Regions from separate parts of the Ovis aries genome. Here all the other regions are linked to region 2. Evidence: chromatin contacts called from public Hi-C data. All regions are on one chromosome and are shown on one strand. Each heading gives the region's core, a stretch centred on a gene start, on an enhancer-like site or on the middle of the called end of the contact. The rest is flanking DNA. Distances are from core to core; before and after follow the strand shown. Region 1 holds the start of RPS19BP1 (ribosomal protein S19 binding protein 1). Region 2 holds the start of TNRC6B (trinucleotide repeat containing adaptor 6B). Region 3 holds the start of ADSL (adenylosuccinate lyase).

Region 1 (3,196 bases), core at 647-3,146, 450 kb before region 2:
AGGGTAGAGACAGGTCTGACTTAGGATTTTACGGCATCACTTCAGCTGCTATGCTGAGAACAAGATGACTGGGGGAGGGGGAAGGAGGAGGCCAATTAGGAAGTTTTTGTAATAATCCAGGCAAGAGACGGTATAACTCCGACCAAGGTGGCATCCACAGAGGTGTCCTTTAGGTTGGCCCTGAGAGCCCTCACTCATGTGCCATGGCAGGGTGGTGGGATGGGGTGGGGATGGAGGGGGTGCCCACTCCACCCTGGAATCACTGTGGCTCAACCCAGGCTCACTTCCCTGATTTCACACTTGCTCCTGTTGTCTTACCTCCCCGAGACTCAGTTCTTTTAACAAATACCTGAACACCTTTATACTGCACCAGGCCCTGGGGAATTGAGGCTTCTCTTGTGGCTCAAGACAGTAAAGAATCTGCTTGTAATGTGGGAGACCTGGGTTCGATCCCTGGGTTGGGAAGATCCCGTAGAGGAGGAAATGGCAGCCCACCCCACTGTCTTGACTGGAAAATCTCATGGACACAGGAGCCTGGCGGGCTACCGTCCACGGGGTTACAAAAGAGTCAGACACAACGGAGCAACTAACAGTGGGGATTTGAAGACACATTAGGAGCTCAAGTCCTGCCACAGGTCAAAACATCAAAACACCCTGCCATCCTGCCCACACTGTTCAAGTCTGTACATCTCATTAAGCGTCACCAAATCCCTCAAGATGCTCCCTCCATCCTCACAGCCAATCCACCACTGACACCATCAACACAGCTTCCATCTGCAGGACTCTCTTGTTATCTCCGCACTGTCACCGGTGCTCAGGCCACAGCACCTTCTGCTTGAAGGGACAGGTGGGAGCAGGGCTCTGGAGACACACTGCCTGGTTTCCACCTGTACCATCTGGGCAGGGGTCTGTTTCTGCATCTGAGCAATGGGGGTAATGACAGCGCCGACCTCACAGGGTTGTGAGGAACAAATGAGCAAACATTTGTCAGAGGCTGAGAACAGCACCCAGAGTGTTAACTTGTATTAAACGCTCAGTGTCTCACCCTCCTTTACCGTATGTCACCTCAACCAGGCTTCTTTCTTTCGACATTTCAAAGATTAATAGTAAACTTCTGATTCCACATATGCCAACAGTATACTTCCCCCAGCTCATTCTTATACTTCCATCAGGTCTGTGCTTAAATGTCGCTTCCTCAGAGAAGTCTTTATTCTAAGTCCCTTTCATACTACCCTAGTTTTACAGCACAAATCTCATCACAGAGACCCAACCTGACCCAACCCAAACCCAAAAAGTTTGAAAACGCTGATTTTGAAACTCCTCAGTGTTCTCTCCCCACTAGGACTGTAGACCTTGAGGGTCGGGACGATGTGACTCGTTCATCTCCGTGTTCCCAGGACCCCGCTCCGCGGCCGTCGCACGGCAGGTAGTCTAGAAACGCCTGGGTAACATGTGAAGCCCTGACTCCAGCGCCAGTTCCTCCAGGGCACCGCGGCCCCCGGGAGCAGCGCGTTCAGCGCCTTCCCAAGCTCACCCAGCGCCGACTTGGGCACCTTTCCCTTGGCGGAGTTCCGCAGTTTCTGGGCCTGGGTCGCCTTCGCCTTCCGGGTCCGCTTCATCGGAGCTTGGCTCGGTTTGGTGTGTCCTGGAGCGGCGCCGGGGGCTGTAAAGAACGGGCTCGGGTCGGAGGGCGCTCAGGGTTCCCATCCCACCGAGGCTAAGACTGGTTTGGATCGTTTGGCGCCCTCGGGGCTCCTGCCCCCAGCCCCTGCCACCTTCCCGCCTGGCCGAACGTCCTCGGACAGAGCCTCCTTACCCTCAGGAGCCCCCAGTAGCTCCAAGCCGCGCCGCAGCAAAGCAGCCGACATAGCTGCCCTTAGTTCTGCCCACACAGCTCAACTACTTCCGCCTCGGCCCCCGAGGTGGTTTCGGCGGAAACCTGAGCCAGAAGCAAAAGTTCCACAGTGAGCGGACGGAAGTGCCCACCTTCCTTAGAACGCATGCGTAAGGTTTACTAATCGGCGGAAAGGGGGCGGGATCTGGAGGCGGGGCCAAAGCGCCAAAGAAGCATTGGTTGTCCAATCGCAACCCAATCAACCGTTTGCGAGACAGGCGGCACCTTCCCCCGGAAACCGCCCGCCAGTAACTCAGCCTCGTAGGTAAAGCCTCTGCGGTCTGGCCGCTACGTAGTGGGCAAGGCCGGGGAGGGGACTTAGTATTCTCAGTTTTTACGAAAAAGGGAAATATATTTTTGGAAATATTTTTTCATATACTTCAACCAGAGCAACGTTTACTTCGGCGTGAGAATCCAGCTGTCTTGCCTTAAGCCAGATATTAAAGATATTTGCAAAAATGCAAAACAGTATCAGTGGGTTTTTAAAAAAACTATTTTGTTTGGTTTTGAAAAATACAACCATTTTCATTAAAATACGTCAGTTACGTTAATATGTGAGTTTGTTACTGTTATTTTAAATTAATAAATATTTTAAAATGTATTTGTTTTATTTTCTAACGTGGTAACTCTCATTAGATAGTTACATATGCAGAAGCTCTTTGGGATTCTGACGTTTTTTAAGAAGGAAGAGGACCTTGGGCCACCTCTTGGGTAGCTCAGTGGTAAAGAATCTGCCTGCCAGTGCAGAAGACACAGGAGCCACGGGTTCGATCCCAGAGTCAGGAAAATCCCTTGGAGGGGGAAATAGCATTCCACTCCAGTATTCTTGTCTTGGAAGATCCCATGGATAGAGGAGCCTGGCAGGCTGCAGCCCATGGGGTTGCAGAGAGTTTCTTATATAAAATATCGATAGTTTGAGAAATCCTGGCTTAGAAATTAGTGCTCTTCTTGCTGCAGGGAGGAGCCCTGTCTTGTTCACTGCTGCTGCACTCCTAGCCCAGTACCTGGCATGCAGAAGGCACTCAATAAATGAGTGGTGAATGAATTCGGAGTACAAACATGTTCTGAGGGCCTTTTGTATACTAGACCCTGTAGAGTGTAGGACATGGAGGTGACTCAGTTGCTCCTGTGTAAATGAACCTGACTAACCTCCACCAGCTTGTCCAGAAGGGAGAGAAATGCCTAAACAAACATTAATAATAACAAACTACCTCGAGGTGCTGTTTTCAGTGTTTTACATTTGTTGGCTCACTTACACCACCCCCCTCGCTCTGAAGTAGAAACCACTGTTTCCCTCATTTT
Region 2 (2,873 bases), core at 34-2,533:
CCCTCTTTGGATGCTCTCCTTGTTTCTGGCTCTTCAAGATTCTCTCAGAAAAGAGTGAGCTGGAGATGGATGGGTGGGAGTTGGGAAGGTAGGCTTGAAACAGAAGGCTGGTAGAAGTATTCATTTATTTACAAAGTGGAGAAAATGACCATAAAGGTAAATGGGCTTCCGGTCAGGAAACACCAAGACTGTTTCGTTTAGGGTGGGAGGAATGCGTGCTGGAGAAGATACAGTGGAGGCAATGATAACCTATCCATAGCTTTAGTCCCCAACAGTGTCACCTCCAGAAACTGAGGACCTTAGGCTCTGAATGAAACCTTTTGAAGATGCAGGGTTGGCTGACAGGAACGATTCTAGACTAAGGGAGACACTAAAGTACAGTGAAAAGAGCTTAGGCTTTGGAGTCAGATCTGGGACCAAATGTTGGTCTACGAACTATTTTCTATCTAGGTGACCTTGGGCAAATATCCTAACCACTCTGGAGCTTTAGTGTCTCGTCTGTAAAATTTAGAGAACCTATAACTCACAGCTTTAATCGATAGTCCTTGTAAAGAACTCTGCACAGTTGGCACAAAGTGGGCACGCAAGCGGTACGCAAGCGGGTAATCGTTATTTCCAACTACAGGCCAAATGAACAGTCATCCAAACGGCCTAGCAAACAATTAACAGTGCGAAGCTGACCGACGCGCCTATCTGCCCAATAAGGTACCAGGAAAGAACTTGGTGGAGACAAACCAATGGCATTAGCCCTTGTTGTTGGACGGGCTTTCTTGCCGTTCCACCAATAGTTTGAAGATTTGACTAACGAGTGACATGCTGACAGTCCAATGACTCACAACCAGCCCACACTCAGCACTTCTGAGGGGATAAATCAAGGAGCCGGGACGTATAGATTCCGTTATTAGGCAGTACTGGATGAAGAGAGGAGCTTAGGGGGAACAGCGCGAGGGCGAGGCACTAATGAACTAATAAAAGGAAAAAGACGATGGTTGCGCCAACTGAGCTCGGCCGCCATCATGCTCTAGTTTCCCCTTCGCTTCTCCGCGTCCGCGACCGAGGAAGCGGCCTCTGGGATGCTGAGGGGGTGTGTCCCCGAATGATTGGCGCAGGCAGCTCAGCCAATCCTAGCTCGTCAAACGGAACGCATTTGACCAATGAGGGGCGACGGCTGCGGCGAGGCATTGGAGGGGCGGAACGGCAGCTTGACGGGCACAAAAGCCAGCCAGTGAGGGCCGGCAGCATCCTCCCTGCGGCCAATGGAGTGGGGCTCTGGGCGGGGCCCCGAGTGTTTGTGTTGTGGTTTTGGGGGAGGGAGGCGGAGGGGAAAGTTTGTTTATTTTGTTTTTAGTTTCTGGGGTCCCCGTGTTTCTCGGAGGTGAAGCGGGAGGGATTGACCCCCTCCCCCGAGCCTCTCAGTCCCCCTACTACGTCGCCTCCATAGCCTGCGAAGGAGCGGGGACCGCGCGCATCGCAGCGCATCGCCTCACAGCGGAACGCCGCGCACTCGGAGCCGGCACGGCTCGGCGGTGAGTGAGGACCGACGGCCACCGCCGCCCTTCCCCTCCCCCTGCTCACCGCCCAGTCAGAGCCGGGCGGCCGGGTGGGCGAGGACGTCCGCGGGAGCGCGCGGCGCGGGGCCGGCCTGTCAAGCTGAGGTGCAGCGTGTGCGTGTCCTCGCGAGTGAGCGCGCGCGGCGGGGAGAGGGCCGGGAGGGGCGTGAGCGCGCGCGGGGCCGGCGGGGGCGGCGGCGTTGGGCGCGCGCTCCGCGGGGCGGGCGTCTGGTGGGTTTGACCCCCGGGCGGGGAGGGACGCTGGCGAGGTCCGCGCTCGGGGCAGGGGCGCCCGGAATGGCCGGGTCGGGGCGGGCGGGCGCACGCGGCGGCGGCGGGCGTCACGCGCCGGCAGGTGTGAGCTGGGGGAGGGCTTCCGGGTGGGCCGGTCAAGTCGAGTTCGCTTCCCGTCGCCGGGGCACCTCGAGGCCGGGAGGGGTCCCCATCGCGGCGGAGAGCCGAGGCCCACGGAGGCGCGTCGGGGCCCCTTGCGCGTCAGGCCTCGGAGCCTCCCTGTCCCCACCTGTGTGCAGGACCTGCGTGACAGAGTGAATGCGCTCCCCTGCCCAACCCTGGCCGGGGGTCCCAACTCCACCCCTCACCCCGGAGCCCTGCCTGTGTGGCCTCCTAAGAGTCGATTAACTCTTCCCCAGGGAACGGAGGGCGAGGAGACTATCATCGGACGACCAGCCAAAAGTGTTTTCTGCCATTCCCTGGTCCTGCGCCCTTGGTTTCAAACTAGTGGGTTTCCACAGTGGGCTGAAATGGACTATGTAGTGGCTGAAGACACCCAATAATGGTAGCCTCTTGTCAGTGACCTTAAGGCCCAGCCCATCCTCGGTTCTTTGAACACCAGGAGTTAGTCTAGGTCTTTTCAGGCTCCCTGCTTTTTCACGTATCTGCCGGCTGCACTATTACTTTTTAGCCTCGGTGCTAAAGGTTGAAGCCAGGCATAAGGTGAATTCAAGTTGGCGATTTGCTTACAGTATAGGCAAAATATAGAACAAAATTAGCCAGAGATGTTTCTCCATAGTCAGTGAATAAAACGTTGTTAATTACTGTTCCCCTCCCCCAGTAGTTAAGCACACAGAAATAAGATATATAGAAATCTTACATTTTAGCATTTTGTGCAAGTTTAACAATAGCGGCTGTTTTCTTCCTAGTTGTGGGGAATTTCAATGGGATGATAGTTTCCTAATGATTCGGGTGGCTTTGGCACTATGTTTAGCTTTTGGTAGTGTTACGTAAATGGCTCTTAAAAAGCAGAACTTTCAGCACGTTGACACCTCTACCGTGTGCGTTGTCTCACTAGATAGGTAGTAG
Region 3 (3,093 bases), core at 118-2,617, 270 kb after region 2:
TGATCCCCGCCCACACCAAGTTTGCCATCAATGGAAAAGGCCAACAGCACTGAACTCTGGTGAGAGTTATGAGAGAGGCCTATATGAAATCTGAGGTGGGACGGGAGAACACTACAAGGGTGGTCCATCCATTTTTTAGTGAATCATGAAAAAAAAAAAGCAGAAATGGAAAGGTGACAAGAAGTTATTGTCAAAGATGAGATCTTACAAATCTTGAGATTTAATCAGAACTTTCAATATCCCTTAAGTCTTACAGTTACTGGGAAAAGGGCCACCTCAACCAACAAGCTGAAACTTCAAAATGGACATCCCCTTATAGTGAGACACTCAAAAAAAGGTAATTTCAAAGCAATATAGTAGCTGCTACTGTAGCACAAAGGGAAGAAAACATTTGAATCTGGTAAGAACTGAGAGCCTGGAGCCACATGAGCTATCTCAAGACGGTCAATCTCCTCATGCCTTCACTTTGTCACCTGAAAAATGGGGATCAGAATAATGGCAGGCATTTACTGAGCACTTACGCCGCACTGGAGAGTAGTGTATTGTATTATTTAACAATACCTGAACAATTCAGGGCCCTCACATGGATTTAATGAGATTACTTGTGTAAAGCACTCAGGTCAGTGCCTGATACCTAGTGAAAGTGAAGTGTTAGTCCCTCAGTACCCTCGGACTCTTTGCGACACCATGGACTGTAGCCCACCAGGCTCCCTCTGTCCATGCAATTCTCCAGGCAAGAATACTGGACTGGGGTAGCCATTCCCTTTTTCAGGGGATCTTCCCCACCAAGGGATCGAACCCGGTCTCCTGCATCGCAAGCAGATTCTTTACCGTCTGAGCCACCGGTGAGACCACCATAAACATTAGTGGGTTTATTATTAGTGGCCAACCAGAGGGAAGAGTGGGTTCATCGGTGACATTTTCTGACCTTGAGTAAGATGTAGTGGGAAAGACGTGTCCCAGGGCGGAGAACTCAATGCCGATTTCCCCTGTCTTGTACTTGTCTCAGAACCGTGCTGGGGGCCCGGCAGGCGGCAGGAGGGGAGGGGAGGAGACAAAAATAATAGCAAAAAAACAGTGCTTTCCAAATGTCTTGGACATCAATTTGATGTCCTCAGAGCAATCCTAAAGGCGGGTCTTAATGTACCTTTTTTCGGATGAGAAAACTGAACGCAGAGCTGCGGAGGTAACTTGTGAAGCACTGACCACGTTTCTCGTAAAACCAAGAGAAACGCTTTAACCCTCAGCAGCGAAGAGCCTAAAATCTGCAGCCCTGAAGGCTCTGGTCTCCCGGAAACCCCAGGGGTGGAACCAAGTGGAAGAAGTCCCGCCCACAGACTTCCGCTTCCGCCCTCGCTGACCCAGTCAGCTCCGGCGGGGTCCAGAGTCCGGGATGGCCGCAGGGGGCGACTGTGGCGGGCGGGAGGCGGCCTGTGAGTACGATAGCTATCGCTCGCCGCTTGCTTCCCGTTATGCCAGCCCGGAGATGTGCTTCCTGTTTAGCGACAAGTACAAATTCCGGACCTGGCGGCAGCTCTGGCTATGGCTGGCGGAGGCCGAGCAGGTAACGCATCTGGAGGCGGGCCCCGCCCTGCACGTGCCAGGCTGGGACTTAGTGCGCGGGCTGAGCCTCCCCAGGCAGCTGCCCCGCTATTTTCGGCCAGGTGTTCCCTTTCCGGAGGAACGGCCCCAGGAAGGCCAGGGCAGGAGGCCCAGCAGTCGCCACCTGTTACCTCACACGTTTTAATGGTGGAGGGTTGGAGATGGACGGTGGGCGGCGAGAAGTGCAGTTACCGTTTCCGGGAGTAAGTCTTGGCGGTTCCTGTAGGAGTGCACCGCCGAGTGCTCCTTCTGTGCGGTTGTGCTCGCTTCTGCACACATCTTTACCCGGTTAACTCAGAAAGACTTTGCAGACTAGGGCGCGGTTTCCCACGTTATAGGAGAGAAGACCAAGCCTCGATGATGTGCCAGTGAGATATTTGCTTCTAACCATTATGACAACCCACTCCAGTATTCTTGCCTAGAGAATCCGATGGAGAGAGGAGCCTAGCGGGCTATACAGTCCAGGAGTCGCCAAGAGTCGGAAATGACTGAAGCGAGTTAGCACTCCTATAAATAAAGGAACCCGGTGTGAACCCATGACCATGCAAAGCCTAACTGAACGCCCAGCCACCTCGCCCTCCACATGCCTCTGTGTAGTCAGAGACCTGTCACTGCAAAATACACATTTCCTGGGCCATTTTTTCTTCTTCACTAGACTGCCTTTTTTTGTCTCTGGGGAGAGAGAATCAGGGTAGGGGGTTATTAGATGCGAGTTATGGGTTCTGAGAGCTTCATGTAGAGGTATTCTGCCGAGCGGTTTCAGAAATAGCCCCAGAAGGATCTTCACAGAAGCGCTGAAGGAAGCATGAGAGTGATCCAGAGAGCTATAAAGTTTCCGAGGAAAATGCCACACAAGCAAGATGGCAGTCCTCTCCGAAATGACATTTAGTAACCTCAGAAACAATCTGAGTACCTACCTAGGACCAAGGTATAGGGTCCCCGAACAGGAAACTTTCTTCCTAAATTTTACACCCTTCCTATCACCTTGCTCAAGAAATAAAGTAGTACATGACACTAGCAGACACAGTACTCTGTAATGGCTTATATAGGAAAAGAATCTAAAAAAGTGGATGGATATATGATAACTGATTGATTTTGCTTTTCACCTGAAACTAACACATTCTTTTAAAGCAACTATACTCCAATAAAAAAATTTTTTTAAATGCTAGCAGACATTTCTACAGTGCCTGCTATGTGTGCTCAGCAGTTTGAAGACCTTAAAAATTAATTTACTAATTCTCAAAACAATTCTTTATAAGCATGTGATTCCTGTTTTACAGAGGATAAAATGAAGGCACAGATTTCATAAACAGAGCTCGGATAACAATAATAGTAGATCAGGACATGAAGTGTGTTGTCATTTGTTACCTACGGGGTCGCACAGAGTCAGACAGGACTGAAGGGACTTAGCAGCAGCAGCAGCAGCAGCAGCATCTACTCTGTTTTCTGTTTTACTTGGTATTCCGTGTAGATGAGGCTGGTGCCAGTCAC

What was found. Hi-C and Micro-C count contacts between places; a contact is called where the count stands out from the background.
Region 1: a Hi-C map of hypothalamus shows a contact between it and region 2, with 4 times the contacts expected there. The contact joins the promoter of RPS19BP1 here to the promoter of TNRC6B in region 2. A contact is called at or near these places in 9 of 16 Hi-C or Micro-C datasets (blood, hypothalamus, liver and 4 more).
Region 3: a Hi-C map of hypothalamus shows a contact between it and region 2, with 4 times the contacts expected there. The contact joins the promoter of ADSL here to the promoter of TNRC6B in region 2. A contact is called at or near these places in 8 of 16 Hi-C or Micro-C datasets (blood, hypothalamus, liver and 3 more).

What each region holds. Positions count from the first base shown.
Region 1 is chr3:216,774,799-216,777,994 of ARS-UI_Ramb_v3.0, forward strand. It overlaps RPS19BP1 (ribosomal protein S19 binding protein 1), which reads right to left and starts at 1,897. Exons shown (of 4, transcript XM_004007001.5): 1 at 1,817-1,897; 2 at 1,535-1,663. The coding sequence starts at 1,868.
Region 2 is chr3:217,223,173-217,226,045 of ARS-UI_Ramb_v3.0, forward strand. TNRC6B (trinucleotide repeat containing adaptor 6B) reads left to right here and starts at 1,284. Exons shown (of 25, transcript XM_060413567.1): 1 at 1,284-1,526.
Region 3 is chr3:217,491,115-217,494,207 of ARS-UI_Ramb_v3.0, forward strand. It overlaps ADSL (adenylosuccinate lyase), which reads left to right and starts at 1,368. Exons shown (of 12, transcript XM_060413572.1): 1 at 1,368-1,433. It overlaps LOC106991094 (a long non-coding RNA gene), which reads right to left and starts at 1,318. Exons shown (of 2, transcript XR_003588544.3): 1 at 929-1,318.